Regions from separate parts of the Sus scrofa genome. Here region 2 is linked to region 1. The links are chromatin contacts, called in public HiChIP or PLAC-seq maps. All regions are on one chromosome and are shown on one strand. The core of a region is the stretch at or near the end of the contact, and the rest is flanking DNA. Distances in the headings are between cores, read along the strand shown. Region 1 overlaps HACD2 (very-long-chain (3R)-3-hydroxyacyl-CoA dehydratase 2). Region 2 overlaps ADCY5 (adenylate cyclase type 5).

Region 1 (5,571 bases), core at 332-2,831:
AGGACCAAGGCTTGACTCTCACAGAAATGAATTCCTTATGTGGAATTTTTTGGGGGGGCCACACCTGCAGCATGTGTGAGTTCCTGGGCCAGGGATTGAACCTGTGCCCCAGCAGTGACCCAAGCCACAACAGTGGCAATGCCAGATCCTTAACCCGCTGAGCCACCAGAGGACTCCTGGAATTTTAGTTTATTGTTTCTGGAGGCTAAGAAACAATAAAAACTTTTTGCCAAGTTGCATTGTGACAACCATGAACAAGAAGCAATTCCAACCCATGCTAAGAACCAGTGGCTCTGAAGCACTCACTCACAAAGAAATGCAATTTAAGAAAAAAAAAAAAAAAAAGAAGAATATGGAAGAGTTATAGTTATATAAATCTAAAAAAGGAATATTACACTAGGGATAGAATAAAACTTTTAACATTCTATGACATTATTATTGTTAATAATAAAGCTACCATTTTATTGGGCAATTTTCAATATCGTCATGTCTCAGGCATTAAGCCAAGTATTTCTCAGGCATGTCCTATTTCATTTTCACAGTAACTCTAGAAGTAGGTATTATTTTCCCCCCCTTTAATTGATGTAGAAACAAAGGCATCCACAAGTTCAGTTACTTCCTGAAAGTCACAGCCAATCAAAAACCCAGGTCTGACTGAGGTCTAGACTTCTCATCAACAATGTATAACCCAAAGACATCTCAAGGCTCTAATAAGTTTCTAAAGGACCAAGTTGTTAGAGTAAAAAGTTTCAGAAAGCCACAGGAAAATAAACCATCATTCCAAAAGTAAACATAAGTATGAGTAAAAAAAATAGAGCACTGCCTTTAGGCAAATGCTAGAAACAACTTCTTGATTATTACTGATTTTTTTTTTTTAAGGAACTGAAAACTTTTTTTTTTTTTTTTTTTTTTTTTTGGTCTTTTGTCTTTTTAGGGCCATACTCGTGGCATATGGAGGTTCCCAGATCCGAGCTGTGTCTGCAACCTATACCACAGCTCACAGCAATGCCACATCCTTAACCCACTGAACCAGGCCAGAGATCAGACCTGTAACCTCATGGTTACTAGTCAGGTTCGTTAACCACTGAACCACGACGGGAACTCTGAAACTGAAGACATTTTGAAAGAAGTTTTGGAAATTTTCACCAGAATTTGGTAAGATTACGATCAAATGTTCACTAGTTCCCACTAGTAGTCCATGAACTGTCAGGTGCTGGGATTCAAAAATCAACAGGAAACAGTTCTTGTCCTCAAAAAATTCAGTGGTGTTGGTGGGAAATATAGGTAGAGTGACAGTGCATAATACAGTCTGCAAAGTGTAACAGCAGACTGAGCGGCAGGGCATGACAGAGAAGTGAGGAAGGCATGTCATCAAGCCCATGGGGGATAGGAAAGTTTACTGGGGAAAGTTGTCACCTGAAGGGGGTGGGCTACCATTCCAGGCAGAGCACAAAGCGTGGGCACAGACCAGAGGCAGGAAGTAGTCCAGGAACACGGTATATAGGGGGTGGAGTACGACCCACAAGAAGGTCAAGGTTACTGAAGTGTGGAGTGGGAGGCAGGGAAGGGACTTGCATAAGGCTGGGGAAGTGGGCAGGGTCCAAATCACGAAGAAGTTGAAACTAGTGAGAAGGTTTAAGCACAGAAGTGACATGCTCAGAATTATCATTTAACTAAATCCCTCAAGGGTTAAGAAGCATGGACTTGGAACCACACAGCCATAGGTTCAACTTCTGGCTCTAGGGCTTATTTGCTGTGTGAACCTTGGCAAGATACAAAACCTTCTAAGCCTCAGTCTTATCAACTATAAGTAAACAGATAATGAATGTGAAGCACTGGAACACAGTAAATGCACACATTATAATGACTGCTCTTACTATTATTAATATTACAAGTCGACACGTCCAGGGAGACCCATATGGGAGTCCAGATGAGACATATTCAGGCCCCGAATAAGGATGGGGAAAAAAACCCAAAACAAAAACAGGACAATCTGAGAACTGTTGAGGAAACAGAACTGAGAAGACCTGATAACCACCTGGTTAAGGGCGAGTGGGTTAGAGACAGAGAGAGGAGACCATGGATGAGCCTGGGTGACTGAATGGATGGTGGTTGGAAGCCGGTGGAGCACCGGACAAGAAAAATGTGGGAGGCAGAATAAGTGAGGAAGTGTGAGTCATGCTGCGGAGGACATGTACATCCAGGAGGCCACTGGATGAGACTGGAGTCTGGGGTGCAGGTGTGACTTGGAGCTAAAGAAGTGGATGTCGTGCGTATTTCAACTCACAAGAAGGGAAGAGGTCACCCACAGAGGGTCTGTTCAGTTAGAAGAGCAAAGAGCTAGGCCAGATGCTGGTAATACCCACAATTAAGGGGCAAGGAGAGAGAGTCCCCCAAAGAAGGGGACCACAGAGGACCAGAAAAGGCAGGGGGGCTCAGCATAACATAAGCTAAAAGAGCAGGATGTCACAGAGGGAGCCATCAGTGGTGCCCAATGGAGTTGACAGGTTCAGTAAACTCCAAACATGTCTTTGAAATTTTACAGAAACTGATGCTAGGTTTTAGACCAGAGGCAATTTTAGTAGAACAAGAGGGACAGAAGCACTACTGCTGTGTTAAGGTATAAATAGGAGTATGGAAGTGGAAAGAACATACCAGAAATCTGATAAAAGAGATGCGGAGGAATTATGCAGAAATACAGGAGGAAGGTAGGGTCAAAGGTTAGGTTAATAATATTTTTTAGGGAGTTCCCACTGTGGCTCAGCAGGTTAATAACTTGACATGGTGTCTCTGAGGATGCAGGTTCAATTCCTGGCCTTGCTCAGTGGGTTAAGGACCCGGTGTTCCCACAAGCTGTAGCATAGGCTGCAGTTACGGCATTGCTGTGGCTGTGGCATAGGCTGGCAGTTGCAGCTCCAATTCAACCCCTAGCCTGGGAACCTCCATATGCTGCAAGTGTGATCCACCCCTGAAAAAAAAAAGGGAAAAAATATTTTTGGAACACTCTGAGCATTTTCTGAGCTGCGGAAAAGGCAGATGACCCAGGATGATGAAGCAAGGGAGAGAATCATTGACGCAACAAGGTTCTTAAGAAAATAGGAAGGGGATTTCCCTTCGTGGCTCAGTGGTTAACGAATCTGACTAGGAACCATGAGTTTGCGGGTTTGATCCTAGCCCCACTCAGTGGGTTAAGGATCCGGTGTTGCCGTGAGCTGTGGTGCAGGTTGCAGATGAGGCTCAGATCCCTAGTTGCTGTGGCTGTGACGCAGGCCATAGGCTACAGCACCGATTGACCCCAAGCCTGGGAACCTCCATATGCCTCAGGTGCAGCCTAGAAAAGACAAAAAAAAAAAAAAAAAAAAAAAAAAAGAAAGGAAAGAAAAGAAAATAGGAAGGAATTTTCAAGTATCTCCTGTGTGTCAGGCATCACACTAAGGCCTAGGGACACCTGTGGACAAGCCATCGGAGCAGAGTGGGATGGTGATATCAGTCCTCAGAGGCCTCCCGCCAGAGGAGCGCCCATCTGAAGGCGGGTCTCCTGAGCCTATGCCTGTTCACCTCTCTACCCCCACTGCCCAACAGTGTCTGGCCCCACCTGGTGGGCATTCAATCATGTTCTTGGTTTGAAGGAATAAATACACTTATCAGAAACTTTATTTCCAGGGGTAGAAATTTTATAAACAGGAATGAGAATATATTCTAAGACAGATAAAAGAAATTTTAGGTATTAAAATGCAATGAAATATTAATTAAAATAGTAACATATGCTCAGAAAACATGCATCTGAGAGCTTTGTACAGAGGCAGCTGAAAGTTAGGAGGCGGGGGAGTCTGGGGGTACAGGGCTCAGTCACGTGGAAAAGGCCTGGTTCCAGAACTCTCTCTGGCTGAATATATCCCTCCAATTCAGAAATTTAAGCACTTAAGAAGGGACACAATTTTTCATCTCAAAACTATAGATAAAGTACTAAAAAGGAGATGTGAGACTGACTATATGTTAGCTGAGACCCATTTGCCATAAAGTACAGTCAATCCAGTTAGGCTCTGGCACATATTGCCCAGGATCCAAGTAAGGGTGCACCATTTACTGGCTGTGTAACCTGGTCCAGGTCCCTTAACCTTCTTTGGGAAAGCAGACCATGTGATATATCGGTCTCCAAGCTCCTTTCGAATCTCTTGCTTAAAGGTGTGAAAGCAGTTTCTTCACCTTCTGAATCACACATTCCTCTGAGAATCTGAAAGCTATGAATTCTACCCACCTTCTCAAATAAACACATGCATACCCAATTCTGCAAATCATCTGAGAAATCCCGAATTGTAGACCTCCTTCTAGTGGGAAAATAGCCCAGGTGCAATTCTCTATAAGGAAGATGTTTTTCTTCCTTAAAAGTAATGAAGCCCAAGTATCACAGTGACCCCTTTAAGGCCTACGGTGGAGCGTCTGCTGTGTGCCCACCTGAGCTGTTAAGTCTTCTCATCCCTGAACTTCCCAGTGTCTTAAACAATGGAAGTACCCACCTGATTCATCAGTTACACCAGTCAGGGCCATAACAGTTTGAATGCAGAGTTCTGGAGTTTTCAGACCATCAGTGCTTCTCAATGAATATCCACTTCGAATCTACTCTTTGATAGACACACTAGGATGCACAGCAACCACTGTGGGCTTACTCCACAGGGTCTGTCAATCTCCCCAAACTGATTTCTGCTTACTGGAGTCTAGCTGCCCCAGACTTGAAGCTATGCCTCAGTTCCAGAGGGAATTTGATGATCTTTCCCTTCCCCCCAAAAGGAAACACACTGCACCTGCTTTTAGTAGAAATCCCTCGCATTTATATAACCTTTTGTACTTGTACCTTCTAATCCCTCTCACATATATTAAATATTCATCTGAGAGGTACGCAATATAAGCAGCATTCTATTTTAAAGATAAGAAAAGGGGAAAAAAAAAAAAGATAAGGAAAGGGAATATAACATTTAAGTGACCAGAGAGGGCTTTCAACATAGCCCAGCACTCCAAGTCTCATTCACACACACGTTTCTCTCTTTATCCTTATACTGAGAAGATTAGAGAGGCCTCTTTAAATTGACAGCGCAAAAGAGCTATAGCATTTAGTAAAGTGTTCAGTGATATCAACTAAATAGTACCTATGATTTTAGAAACCAAAAGCCTAAGCAATTTTATATTTAATGATTAGTTTAATTTTTTCAATATTCAGTAAGAATATAATCAACCTATCATTTATGACTTTAAAAAGCAGAAACTATTGAACACAAGAATTCCAGGAGTTCCTGTATGGCTCAGCGGTAACAAACCCTCCTATTAGCCAGGAGGACATGGGTTCGATTCCCGGCCCTGATCAGTGGGTCAGGGATCTGGCATTACCATGAGCTGTGGTGTAGGTCACAGACATGGCTTGGATCCTGTGTTGCTGTGCCTGTGGCGTAGGCCAGCAGTTGCAGCTCCAATTCGACCTCTAGCCTGCACCTTCAGCCCTTACAAGTAAAAAATAAAATAAAAAAGAATTCCATACTTACCTATTGCACAATGTAAAATCTAGAGAGAAAAAAGAAG
Region 2 (5,159 bases), core at 336-2,835, 170 kb before region 1:
CCTCTGATACACTCCCTCAGGCCCAGAGGGAGTGAGCCTGTTGAGAGAGCCCCTAACCCTAACCCTAACCCTAGCCAGTTGAGAGCCTGGCGCAGGGCACACAGTGGGTAAGGGCCGGAGCTGGGATTTGAAGCCAGGTGTGTCCTTGTAAAGCCACCATCACATGCACTGCCCTTGTTCTGACCCCAGGACCAAGCTCCAGGGGCCATTTCAATTCATTGCCTGAGAAACTGGTCCTTCGCTGCCCCTTCCCATGAAACAGAGGAGCTGGCCCAAAGCCCGAGGACACCTCTTCTCTCCCATGCTCCCACTCTGATGCTTGGCTCTGGGACAATCTCTGAGCCCCAACTCTTCTCATTTGAGGAGTACCACTGTCGTCTCCTTGCTGCTACTGAAGCCACCCCTCCTTCTGTGGCCTTCAGCTCAGGGAAGGAGGGCACAACGGGACTTGAGAGATGCAGGCACCAAGTGCAGGACCAGCCCTTCAGTCTCCTTGAAGTCCCTGGGACCCCACCCCCGTCCTCAAAGTCATAATATTTACAGGGAACACTGCAAAGCCAGCCACCCCACAGCTCCGCCTGGCTGGCAAGTTACTGCAAACAGCAGATGTCTCTGAACAATATGAACACAGCCCCCTCTCCTCAAGCTCTGCACCCCTCCTCCCCCCGGTAAACAAACAAGCAAGCCACTGGGGCCGAGCGAGCTGCCCTTCCTGCAGAGGTCACCCTGGAGTCCACGCTGAACTCCACTCAAGCACGTCCTTCTAGGGGCAAAGAATGTCCACTGCTGACATACACACGCACTCACAACCAGGGCTATAATCTGTGTGGGTGTGTGATTGGGGGGGGGGGGATGAAGGGACCAAGGCGGAGGCAAGGGGGCAGTGGAGAAAGGACAGAGAGAATATCAATAGAGCCAAAAGGCTTATTTTATTAAAACCTTTTATAAATAAGTCCCACTTAGCTCCAGCCAGACATGCAGTGTCAGTGCCAGAAATCCTGGCTCCTCTACTTTCTGGAGACGTAGCTGCTGAGACAGAGGTATGCGCAGGGTGGGAGGGAAGACCTGCCATGCACCCTCAGGACCCCGAGTTCCAGGGAGAAGGACCCCCAGCCCAGCCTCTCATCTTCCTGGCATGCTGCCAGTGAGGCCCCAGCTCTCTGCCTGAGACCCTCCGGGCAGAACTGAGGAGCTCCCAGAGCAGGCCCCGTCTTCCATTCAGGGGACCTTCTGTTCTGATCGGCCCAGGGCAGTCCTGGTTAATGGCTGATGTCCCAGAGCAGTTATTCACAGGGCCCCCTCCCCTTTCACTGCCCCAAGTGTCCTGGTTTTGATACTAAATTATGTGCTCAATGTAATCTGACCTTCTCAAAGCTCCTGAGCCCTGGGCCCAAATCTGTCACCAAGGTGGACACCCCACCCTCCCTGGGCAGGTCCAAGAACCTTCAAGAAATGCTCCTGACCAGCTTCCCTGACTCTCTAGGCTGTAGAAACTTTCTTCCCACACTGCCTGCCAACCACCCATGCCTGTGACTTCTAGAAGGGGCCCAGCTGGGTCTTCTCAACGTTGCACAAGTGACCAAAGGTCATGAGCCAACAGAAAACAGCCACTCCAGGAGAGAGAAAGGAGGAAGCCAGAAGTATCACCCAGCACTGCTCATGGATGGATCAGAATCCGAGAGGAGTCACTGTATCCTCAAGAAGAGAAACATACTCTCCCTTAAGCTCTAGTCTGTTCATTCATTCAACAAAAATTGGTTAAATATCAACCAGGCTCAAGGCTATATCCTATGGTCCATGGAACCAGAACCCACAAGATTAAAGTATATATACAACCTAGAAATTTGGATGCAGATAACACACACACACACACACACACACACACACACACACACAGATTTAGTTATTTGTCCTTGTGAGTCATGAGCTATCCCAGGAATAATCTGAAAATCACTAGAATCAGGCTTTGCAATGCATTAGGGATTTTTTCCAATATATTTATCTCCTTGTGATGTTTTAGCTGTGATACTACATTGTTATTCAAATGAGCCTGGATTCTGAGACCTCTTCTATGTTCTCAGAAAATGCCAAAGTTTGGGGAAGCAGGCCATGGGGAAAAATCAATTTGATCAAATTTATCAGTCTGGAAGTATGTTTTAATTGCCCACGATGTGACCTGCATGCAGGAGGCTGAGCGTAAACCACATGGAAACATGAGGTGAGAATAAAAAAACATTCAACTCTGACAGCCTGCAGAGAGAAGCCTGCTTCCTGCTCGGGAGGACATTCATCTCGGCCCAACCCAGTCACAGACATGGGACCTTCAAACCAAGTGACACAATAACCTCTCTTTAAAAGGCCTATTAGCAGATGAAAGACAGAATTTATCTTCATTCAACTTTAATTAGACAAACATGTATACTGAGGCCAGTGGCAGGCCAGGCACTCTGCTAGGGCTGGAGAAATCAGCATCAAATAAGGCTGATCTTCGATCTTGAGATACAACCAGTCCAGGGAGAAAGATAAATAAAACCAGGAGGGCACAACAGCCAGGTGAGTTTGGTCACAGAGGAACCTCAAAGAGGGAAAGAAAGAGCCCATCCCTGAATGCTGTGGCATGGCCCAGGAAGGCTTCCTGGAGGAGGTGATTTTTAATTTTTTTATTTATTTTTTTTTTTTTTTGCTTTATAGGGCCTATGGAAGTTCCCAGGCTAGGTGTCTACACTACAGCAATGCAGGATCTGAGCCATGTCAGCAACCTACATCACAGCTCACAGCAATACCAGCTTCTGGACCCACTGAGCAAGGCCAAGTATCTCATGGATACTAGTCGGATACTGAGCTATGGATGGGAACTCCACAGAGGAGGTGATGTTTGACTTGGATTCTGGAATGCAGATGGGTGGTGGCAGAGTGGGAAGCAGTTGGAGGGACTTAAAAGCCTTCTAAGAAAGACTGGAGAGGCAGCTGTGCAGGCATATAGGGCAGATGGGGGAAAGCCAATAAGCGGAGCCAGAATGGCCTGGAAGCCATGTGCTCAGGCCTGAGTTACGGAAACAGAGCATTACAGCTGTGTGGCAGGTGCACCAGAGGGAGCGAGCTGGCCGAGGCAGGGGGCCCGGTTAAAAGGCTGTGCAGTGGAGTAGGTAAGAGATGATGAGGGCTCACCAGGGTGGTCTGGGAAGGGATACGGGAGGTGAAGGAATGGAGAGGGAGTTTCAGAGTCAAAACCATTAGCGCAGATGACCAGTTGAAAGTGGGAGGCGAGGAGAGGGAGTCATCAAGGGTGACTCCCAGTTTTTAACTGGGCCACAGGGGATGATGACGCCAGAGAACAAGACGGAGAAGAGAGGTGGAAGAGAAGCTGGCCTTGCCGGCGACCATGGGGCATACGAATCAAGCCGGGCACATGATGGGTTTGAGGGACTCCCAGGGACAAAAGACCCTGGGAGCCACAGACAGGTGGAAAGCTACAGGCGGCTCTCCAGAGAGATCTGGGCCAAAGAGACAGAGCCACTGAATCCTAGAGGGGGGGAAGATCAGCTGGAAGAAGCGAGCCCAATATGGAACCTGGGGAGCACTTCGCTGCTTAAGGGGGAAGGAGAGGACAGGGGGCCAAGACAGGGCATGGAACAGCTGGAGAGGACAACCAGGAGTGTCAGGAAGGAGGCAGGAGGCCAGGGGCTGAGGAGGCTGGAGCACCCGGCAGCCAGGAGACGCCAGCATATGCAGCGAGGGCTGTTCTCATTATGGGGACACTCGTGAGTTGAGAGAGAGATACCCTATCGAGGTGGCTGGTGGGGACCAAGAGGACAGAGAGCCTGAGGGTTAGAGGCGGGCCTTGGAGAGACTGGGTTTAATACAGGAGAACCTGTGTCCTCACTCAGCATCTGAGGGACGAGAGGCTGAATAGCGCCAGAAGTGATGGAGGGAAGGGGGGTTGTGGGGGAGGAAGGGGCTGAAAGGGACAGAACAGAAGCCAGGCCAACGCAGGGAGCATGCTGGGCAGGAGGTCCAGGCTGGCTCGAAGACGCTGGGAAGGACGTCCAGAAGGTCTCATGCAACAGGGGTTGGGGGGTCCTCAGTAAGACAGGAAGTTCATCCGCAAACAGCGAGGGCTGGATGGTGACATAGGACTGGAAGCCAGAGAGAGACAGTGGTAAGGACTGCAGCTGGCCACACCAGGGAAGAGGATATGAATAAAACTGCCAGCCTCATTAGAAAATCCTTGCAAGGAATTCTGGCTGTGGATGGGTAGGGAACTGGTTTCAGAAGAATTAGGAACACGGCTTCAAGCATTTCCTCGGGGCTAAGTTTTATAGTCCTGTTCTTATATCTTTGAGTCCCTTTTTCCCCAGTACCAACAGGGTCCTCTTTCTCGTGAAGAGTTTTCACAAAAGAGAGCCAACCACCCCCTCCTCCACACACACACACACACACACACACACTCACACTCACTCACTCACTCGCAGACACATTCCCTGCACACCACAGCCAAGAACTCCTGGTCCAGCACAGGCCCACATCTGTTTCTTGCTCTCGGTGCAGCCCCCAGCAGAGCACCACGTGCAGAGAGGCATGTGACAAACAGATGAGAGGGACACTAACCCTGAGGTTAGAAAAACCTATAACTTTCCCCCTCGCTGACCACAGGGTCAATCAACTCTCCCCGAAGAAGTGCTTCTCAGGCCACGGCTCAGAGCAGGATACAGCCCAGAACGACGAGTGTGTGATCAGAACCTAACTGAATGGAGAGAACACAGATGGCTGACAGGGCCCGTGTCCCTCCTCAAGAGCAGGGTTTGTGGTGGAGGGTGTGCAACAGTGGCAGAGCCATGAGAGGGTCTGGGGAGTGGTCCTGCGCCTGGCTGGACAGCAGCACGGAGCAGGGGGCCCTGGGTATGGGGATGAGGGTGGCTGCCAATCCCTGGACCATTAGGAGCCCAGCTTCGGTCTTGGGCTGGGAAGCTAGATGATAGTTCAGAAAACAGAACCCATCCCATACTACTCCTCCCCAGTACAGCTCAGAGCCAAGCTTTTTTTTTTTTTTTCCCTGCTTGTGGAAAAGGGGGAAAAAAGAGGGAACTGGGGGTTCCTGAATGCTAAGATCATGGCAGAGCAGGCTTCTGAATCTGCGGGCTCACCCGTGGGGTGTTAGT

The links. HiChIP or PLAC-seq counts read pairs in DNA pulled down with a chosen protein or histone mark.
Region 2: an H3K27ac HiChIP or PLAC-seq map of alveolar macrophages shows a contact between it and region 1. The contact joins two enhancer-like sites. A contact is called at or near these places in 2 of 2 datasets of contacts at active chromatin or transcription factors (alveolar macrophages and skeletal muscle).

The regions. Positions count from the first base shown.
Region 1 is chr13:136,852,696-136,858,266 of Sscrofa11.1, reverse strand. HACD2 (very-long-chain (3R)-3-hydroxyacyl-CoA dehydratase 2) reads right to left here. Exons shown (of 7, transcript XM_013982376.2): 3 at 5,535-5,553. Among named protein-coding and RNA genes, the nearest start is that of HACD2, 21 kb to the right of the region's middle. Within about 2 kb of position 1,581, at least 4 of the 83 cell types and tissues checked have an H3K27ac peak or open chromatin away from gene starts, as enhancers often do. A contact at or near this core is called in alveolar macrophages, where this site is marked.
Region 2 is chr13:137,025,642-137,030,800 of Sscrofa11.1, reverse strand. The region is part of intron 1 of ADCY5 (adenylate cyclase type 5); the gene reads right to left. Among named protein-coding and RNA genes, the nearest start is that of ADCY5, 62 kb to the right of the region's middle. Within about 2 kb of position 1,585, at least 19 of the 83 cell types and tissues checked have an H3K27ac peak or open chromatin away from gene starts, as enhancers often do. A contact at or near this core is called in alveolar macrophages, where this site is marked.